Linked DNA regions of Astyanax mexicanus: region 2 is linked to region 1. The links are chromatin contacts, called in public Hi-C maps. All regions are on one chromosome and are shown on one strand. Each heading gives the region's core, a stretch centred on a gene start, on an enhancer-like site or on the middle of the called end of the contact. The rest is flanking DNA. Distances are from core to core; before and after follow the strand shown. Region 1 holds the start of LOC103029501 (transcription factor 4). Region 2 overlaps LOC103029501 (transcription factor 4).

The links. A called contact is a pair of places that touch in the nucleus more often than the background predicts.
Region 2: a contact with region 1 is called in a Hi-C map of muscle, with 7 times the contacts expected there. The contact joins the enhancer-like site here to the promoter of LOC103029501 in region 1. A contact is called at or near these places in 2 of 3 Hi-C or Micro-C datasets (both in muscle).

The regions. Positions count from the first base shown.
Region 1 is chr17:31,489,422-31,493,786 of AstMex3_surface, reverse strand. LOC103029501 (transcription factor 4) reads right to left here and starts at 2,014. Exons shown (of 20, transcript XM_022676294.2): 1 at 1,688-2,014; 2 at 48-140. The coding sequence starts at 119.
Region 2 is chr17:31,675,898-31,680,262 of AstMex3_surface, reverse strand. The region is part of intron 8 of LOC103029501 (transcription factor 4); the gene reads right to left. Among protein-coding and RNA genes, the nearest start is that of LOC103022577, 100 kb to the left of the region's middle. Within about 2 kb of position 1,957, the one cell type or tissue checked has an H3K27ac peak away from gene starts, as active enhancers do.

The DNA.
Region 1 (4,365 bases), core at 765-3,264:
GAATTTTTCAATGCAATGCAATTGGAAGCAAGGCAGCTCTTGCTTACCGCGCTAAAGTCCAGTAGGTCACTCAGTTCTTTGTCCGTGCCAAGGGCTGCCATCCGCTGCTGGTGGTGCATTTTAGCCAGATCGCCCAAGACCTGGAAACATGGACACGGAGCGCGCGGTGAGAAGACGGCCCGGGGACGAGCAGGGAGGAGGAGGAGGTGGTGGTGAAGGAGGAGGAGGAGGACGGAGGAAGAGGGGGGATATGTTTCAAACGTTGCTCGTAAAAAGCGCACGCATGCATGCACGCACAGCTCGGTGCAGACTCGTGCAACAGGAGGGCGCGTGCATCACTTTTTTATTATTTAGAAAGCGTGCATCACTTTTTTTAATTTTGGAATAAAACGGGTGGGGGGACATGATGCACGTTTGTGTATCATATATGTTCACACGTTAAATTATATGGGTACGGGTAACATTCGCGTGCAAATACAGTAAAAACAAACAAACAAACAAACAAAAAAATGGCTCGCGCACAAAATGCAATAAATATACATAAACAAATGAACGAATAGGTGAATCAATCTAATGAAATAATTAATAAGTGAATGAATGCAAAAGGTTTCATGGTGCAAACAGTTGGTTTGGTTCCGCGCCCTCGCGCTCTGGCTGAACTTGCAGAGTGCACGCACCTCTGGCCACCTAAATAAAATGTGCAAGAGTCAAGAGTGCTAAAGATATTTAGCATATAAAATGCATGCAGCAATGATGCAGCACGCGCCTGATGCGATGTGATTTGATTGTTACGTAAAGTTACGTATAGGCTTGCAGTATGTTGCAGTATTAAAATAAGAATAGCACACTACAACAAATAATCCCCTTAAAATAGTGCACTTCTGCACTAGCCTACTTGAGTATAATAAGCACGGGGTCAGGAGTCAGGATGCACAAGTGGATGCTGGGACTGATGGACGACGGTTTTGCATGGTCACCTCATCAAGGCAGGCCTCAGACGTAGCCTGGCACGCGCACTGGCACAGAGAGTGCATGCACCAACCTGATGCATCCTGGAAGGCCTGGAGGAAATGCATGCATACTTGTATGGAAGACTATGCAACTAAGCATATTATCAAATAATTAATTAGAAACAATAGTAAACAGTAGGTGCTAAATACTAATTAATGAAGCTAATTAATTAGTTAACACTAGTAAACAATACTAAACAATATAAAATGATAGTGAACAATAGTGATGATGTGCACCATGTCCCCAAACTCCTCCTACAACTCTGCACGAGCCCCAAGACTGGCACACATGACCCAGCTATGCGGCACAGAGCGCGTGCGTGCGTGTGTTTATGTATGTGTGTGTATACATATATGTGTGTGTGTTGCCAAGTAAGCAGCACTTCAGGACCTGCAGTGTCCAACTTTACCCTTTAGCTTAGCTTCAGTTCCAGCGTACAAAACCAGCGTGACCGCGAACACGGTCACGTTTTATCGTAAAACTGCTCTTCATTTAAAGTTATGACAGCTCGAGCTGCTCGTGACAGTGTTATTTAAAAGCACACACGCGCACACACTACACACACCAGCCAAAAAGCAAAAAAAAATACAGCACTTTTTACGCGCTCGCGCACGGTCTGTCTGCATGTGTATCTGGCGCGAGCTCGGAGCAGCTTCTGCGCAACACAGTTAGTTACCTTGGTCGGGAATGTCAGTCCACCCGCGCGCGCGGCAGCTCGGATGGGTCGTCACAAAGTATCGGTTCTTAGTGGCAGAATGAAGCACTTTCTTCTGAAGCTTCTCCTCCCCGCGCGCGCTTCAGCTAGGCAGCCAGCTAAAGATCTTTTGTCCGCGAGCGTCGTTAAAATCTGCATAAGTCTCGAGACGCGACGAAGTGTTCCGGCATGGCTGTTCCGCAGCGAAGGCGAAGATAAACATCCGTAAGAGGCGCACAGGAGTCCGGCTAGCGCGTCCCGGCCGCCGCGGTCCTCGGAGTTGGGGCTGAACCGGCTAGCTGGCCACTTTCCATAGCGGCGTGCTGGAGAGGCGCGCAGTGTTTTTTTCCCCACCTGTTTTCCGACAAGCCACGCCCACCTCTGCCCAGCATTGGCCAATACTTGCACTTGCAAGTTTTAAGGTTGATGAAAAATAATAATAATAATAAATTATCGTAAGATGAAGATGTTTGAATTGTTCGTAAAATATGATAATATTTGATCTTTATTTTGTCATGTATAAACATGATAAAATAATGTATTATATAATATGTATTTAAATAAATAAATAAATATATACACAGCTCTGGAAAAAAAATGAGATCACTTAAAAATGATGAGTTTCTTTGATTTTACCAAATAGAAAACCTATGGATTATAATCAAGAGGAAGATAGATGATCACAAGCCATCAAACCAAGCTGAACTGCTTGAATTTTTGTGCCAGGAGTGGCATAAAGTTATACAAAAGTATTGTCTAGGACTGGTGAAGGAGAACATGCCAAGAAGCATTGATTTCTGAACTCCAAAAACTTTATGAATATGAACTTATTTTTTTCTTTGCATTATTTAAGGTCTGAAAGCTCTGCATATTTTTTTATTTTAGCCATTTCTCATGTTCATTTTACTCAAACATATACCTATAAATAGCAAATTCAGACAAACTGATTCAGAAACTGGTGTATATTACTTAGTATATATATTAGTTTATTTATGTTTTGGACATAATGTGAACTGTCAACTTTATGTCCTTACTTTATTTTGGTTCGTGTTTAAGCGTATATAATTAAATTGAATAGATCAAATAAAAATAAAAAAGTAAGCCTAAAAAAAGTTTTAGTCCCGCCCAGTCTGCCTTCAGCCAATCAGAGATAAGAACTTAAGCCGCCACCAGGCAGAGCAATCCACTTATACTAAAGGAGGCTGGACGCGATTAGCCAATCAGATCCCAGCACACGCTGCACTCCGAGCCAACCCGTAAAGAGTAGCCTGGGAGCTGCTCACCAATATCAGCGAACAAGGCGGGACCTCAAGAGCCAATCCCACCGCAAACTGCCTGCCGCAACTAGCCAATCAGCGTGCACCAGGCGGGGCTCCATCCAAAACGGGTGGGAAGATAAAAAAATAATAAAGTCTCTTTAACATCCGGGACGCACTTCACCCTCCCAGCCCGGGTCACAGAGCGTGACGTTGTGATGTTTTGGGATTTTTCCCTACAGAATATAATAAAATAAATAAAAGTGCTTCATACACACTTTAAGTTCTGCATTCTGCTGAGGCGCCTTCTGAAATACTGCTCAGCTTAGGGAAAGTATTCAGGGCAGCTCAGATTGGGGATGTGCTTTCAGACTAAAAAAAAAAAAGCTGACAATCAGCTAATTATAATTCACAGTAATCATGTTTCCACTGCAACAAAGCCCTTTAACTAAAATATATGATTTGAATCACAGTAAGGTACAGCTTAAACAAGTACTAGTGCATCCCAAAAATTAGAATATCATTGAAAAGTAAGTTTATTTCAGTAATTTAGTTCAAAATGTGAAACTAGTGATCTATTTTAAGTGTTTATTTCGTTTATTGTTGATGATTGTGGCTTTCAGCCAATAAAAACCCAAAAATCAGTGTTTCAGAAAATGTTATAGTTATAAGAGCCATGTCATCTGCTGATGTTGTAAGATTGCACTGACTCTGGACTTGATATAACAGAGTGGTGTTATATCAAGTCCAAAGTCAGTGCAGTTTTTCCCAGACAATCTTATAGCACTTCATGCTTCCCTCTAGATCTGCTGACAACTTTTATGGAGATGCGGATTTCATTTTCCAGCAGGACTTGGCACACTGCCCACACTGCCAAAAGTACCAGTTGGTCTTTGATAATACTCTAATAATCTGAGACACTGATTTTTGGGTTTTCATTGGCTGTAAGCCTATATTTATTTTAAATAATAAAATAGAATAAATAGAAATAATCGCTTAAAATAGATCACTCTGTGTGTAATACATCTATGAAATGCACAAGTTTTACATTTTGAATTAAATTACTGTAATAAAGTAAGTTTTTAATGATATTCTATTTTTTTGGAGAAGCACCAATACTCAAACACAAAGCTGTGACTAAATGACTGACTGACTAAAATACAGGACTTAAACTCAAAGTAAGTTAATGTATTTTTTTTAAATCTTTCTGATTATAATTAAGTTCTCTAACCTACAGTAATCATATTTCTGGCTATAATTAAGTACTTTAACTTAAACAAATCATCGTTCTGCCTATAAAAAAGTACTATAACGTAGATAATTGTTTTTTATAAGAATGTATAGATTTTCTTGAAATGATCATGACTTTTGACTATAGTTACGTACTTTTAAAAATGAAATGAT
Region 2 (4,365 bases), core at 708-3,207, 190 kb before region 1:
CTTATAAACAATTTTAACTCCCACCTTTATAAAGGCCTGCAAACAATTATAATTTCTTCCTTTATAAAAGCCTTATAAACAATTATAATTCCTTCCTTTATAAAGGTCTTATAAACAATTTTAATTCCCACCTTTACAAAGGCCTTATAATCAATTTTATTTCCTTCCCTTATAATAAGGAAATAAAAATTTAAGTCCAGCCTTGATCCCCACTTCTATATATCCTTTGTAACACCCTTACAGACAATGACAACTCCTACATTATAAATGCCTTACTAAAACAATTATAACTCCCAACTTCATAAATGCTTTATCAACAATGTCAAGGAATCTAATTTAGGGCTCCTTTTACAAAAAGGTATGTGTCTTATAATTACACTCTCTTTATAACACCTTTATTAACAATTATAATACCACAAACCCCTTACAAAAACAACTGGAATTGGAAGTCACACTTTCATAAATGTCTTATTAAGAGTAAGACTCATTTTTAATACTTTATAAACAATTATAGCTTCCGCCGTTTGTAAATGTAGTGGAACAGAGGGTGTGTGATTTTGCAGCTGAAAGACTGTTAGTGAGAGCGGTGTGGGTTGAGCTCAGCGTCCGCAGGGGGAGACGGACCGACACACAGCTGGTTCTCTTCTGTTCTCTTTTTTACGCTTTAAAAAAATGATACAGAAAAGAAGAGAAAACATCCAATGCAGCTCCGCTCTCCCTCTCTCTCTCTCTCTCCTCTCACACAACAACACACTGATACCGTGGTACAGGTCAGACTGTGTGTTAAAGTGCTGTTAAAGCTTTATGATTATAATCCACTTTTCACTGTGTGAACAGAACAGGTTCACCTAACCGGTTTATTTCAGATTACAATTTAACAACAGAGGCTTCTTCGGCAGAGGCAGTGGGTTTATGTAGAAACATGAAAACTGAAGGAACCATTTAGATTCTGGATTCTTTGCACTATTTTAAATGGTTCTATACAGAACCAAAAGGGGTTCATTTCTCATTACTAGTCAAACAACTGCAGAGAACACTGTTTGCTTTGAGATTCATATTGAAATCAATATGAATAATCCAGTGTGAATCTGATTCACTCCAAATGATTCATATCTCTATACGACCAGTGAAGATTATGTAATATGACATACGGCTAATTAATTATTTATTTTATTTTTTTCTTTGAAATAAAACTGAAGAAAACTGAAGTTATTAAAAAAAAATCAGATTTAGAAAATATGGTTTGAAAACTGATGAAAAATGGATTTTTGTATTTTATAATTTAACAGGAGTACATTTAAATAACTCATGAAGATGGTGTAAACCCAATTCACACTAATGTATTGTAATATTTTAAAGATGAATTCTCTAGAGTCTCTACAAAAATAATAATTCACACAAAAATAAGAAATAATTGTGTACAGCAAAAGTGAAATATCTATATGCTATAAATGCACTATTTGTACATATTAAAAGTGTGTAAATCAGATTGATTCTAAATGACTTACCATTTGATTTAATCAACAGATCTCTGGTTTCTACTCAGAGAAGCTACAATATTCAATAATACAGTGTATATAATAACAGTATATAATTACAGTATATAATATAAGGGAAAAAAAATTATATTATATAAAGCAGTATGTCTATGGTTCTCCCTGATTCAGCTTCACTTCTACAGTATCTAGAACCTGCAATAGACATGAGAACACTGCTGACATGCAGTTATAACAGGTCACTGACATCCAGGTTAAGGAAGAGAAAGATATAATTATAATATATACTAAATTGTAAGCACACACATACACTTTGTACATGTGTACAGAGATGCCTGTGCAGACACACACACACACACACACACACTCCTCTACACACACTCTCCCACACTCTGGTTCCTAAGACAACGCTGACGACAGCTGGTGGAGCCGCAGCCATTTTCTCTTTTCCCCCAAAGTTTTGGGACGCGGCCAAAACCTCACCTCCACCCGCCTGTCAATCACAGTCCGTCGCCATGGATACACACCTGAACCTCTGTGTGTGTGTGTGTGTGTGTGTGTGTGTGTGTGGGAACACACCCAGTTAGCGATGCTGGTTCTGATTCTGAGCTGGGTTCGGGTTTACTGATGCTGCTGTTGTTTACTGTCGTTGCTGTTGTTTATCGTTGTTGTTTATTTGTTTTCCTCGGTGCCCTCTTTAACCTTCTGTACACGGCTGTCAAGCCACACCATCAGAGAGGGAGAGAGAGAGAGAGAGAGAGAGAGAGAGAGAGAGAGAGAATCTGAGAAAGAGAATAAACAGAATGAGAGAAAGCAGAAGAGAGTAACTGAGAAATTAGCAATAATTGAGGATAAAAAAAAGAAAAAAGAAAGAAAGGAACAAAAGAGAATCAAAGTAAAATAGAAATAAAGAAAAAAACTAAGAAAAGGAGAAAGAATAAAATGAAAGACAGAAAAAGAAAGAAGAAATGGAAAAAAGTAACAAAACCCAACCAAAGAGTAAAAAGATGAAGAAAAAGTCAGCATCAGAAAGAAAAAAAAAAACGAATAAAGATCAAGGTCTAAAAGAAAAGGAAAAGAAAAAGGGATGAGGAACGGAATGCAGAGAGTGAGACAGATGAGATATAGAAAGAGACATAAGAAAAAAAGTGAAATAAAATACAGAAAGACAAAAAAGGAACAAATGAACAAAGGGAAAAGGAATAAAGAGATAAAGATCACAAAAAAGGCAAAAAAGAAAAAAATAATTAAAAAAAAGAGAGAGAAAAAAGAAAGTTAGAAAAATCCAGAGAAGAAGTAAAAAAAAGCACAAAATAAATAGAGAAGAATAGAAGAAAAAGAAAACATACAAAAGAGAGAGAGAGAATCAAGAACAATATTAGGTCAGTTTCCGGTGACTGCTCTCTTTCTTTTCTCTCTCTCTCTCTCTCTCTCTCCTCCTCTCTCAGTCTCTCTCTTTCTCTCTTTCCGTCTTCAGAAGCCTGGTCTGAAAATGTCATTGAGAGACACAGAACCGCGAGAACTCGTTCCTGCAGCAGTAAAGTGGCCTTGGCCTGGAGAAACCTGGACCCGGAGAAGACTGGCCAGATCCTTATTGAAGCCCATCACACACACACACACACACACACACACACACACACACACACACACTGACAGAGAGAATTGACTCCTGCGCTGTCCTACAGTCAGAGTAAAATCTGCAGTTCCACAGCCGGCCTGAAGGGGGAGCAGGAGCTCAGGATTTGGGATTTGGGAGCACACAGGAGATTAACGTCCCGACTGCGCCTTCTGGTAGCCTAACTTAATTTAATTAACGCTGTCTACTTTAAACAAACTTGGGCAGAGGAGAGAGAGAGAGATAGAGAGAGAGAGAGAGAGAGAGAGAGAGAGAGAGAGAGAGAGAGAGAGAGGAGGCTGAAAACAGACAAGTGATGCTTTCAGATTTTGGCGTGGGAAAGAAATCCGTCCATCCTACTCCAACGCTGTGCTGGCGTCTAAAACACCACAACAGTAAACAAGAATTTCCTACACTGTAAAAATACAGAACACTACAATAGTGAACACAATTCAGCCCAGATCACTATTGTAGACACTGTGACACACTTTAAGACATTATACTCTAACAGTGAACAGAAATGACAATATAGGGCCACAATTATAATTTCCTATTTTATAGTAAACAGACATTCCCCACAATCTGACACAATAGATCACTATTGTGGTAAGAAACATTATGGCCCCAATTATATTTACCCATACTGTAATACTATAAGACACTATCATTTAACCAATGTAACACATTTCCTCACCATATGACACTATAGAACACTTTTTATTGTGAACAGAAATTCTCTTTAACACTTTGACAATAAAGACCACTATTACAATGAAGACCATATTCACTAGTCCATACACTGACACTGCAGAGCACTTTTATAGTAAACACAAGTGAGGCCCTAATCACAGTGACATTAAACAATACTATAATAGTGAGCAGAAAATCACACACCACACAGCACTATTACACAGAACATAAAGACCCTAGTCACTATTCCCCACTCTGTAACACTACAATAGTGAAATGTAACAGGCCACAAATCACTTTACTCTACATTATGACACAATAGAGCACTATAATAGTGAACAGAATCTGGGCTACAAAATCAATACATAACAGAACAGTATCATAGTGACCTGAAATAGGGCCCTAGTCATTATTTTCTACATTTTGGCACTATAGAACACTATTAAGTAGTGTTCTATAGTGTCAAAATGTAGAAAATGTAGAGAATAGTCACTATGGCACTATTTCTCTTCACTATTATTGTGTTCTATAGATTCTCTATAGTATCATATATTCTTGTAGAGA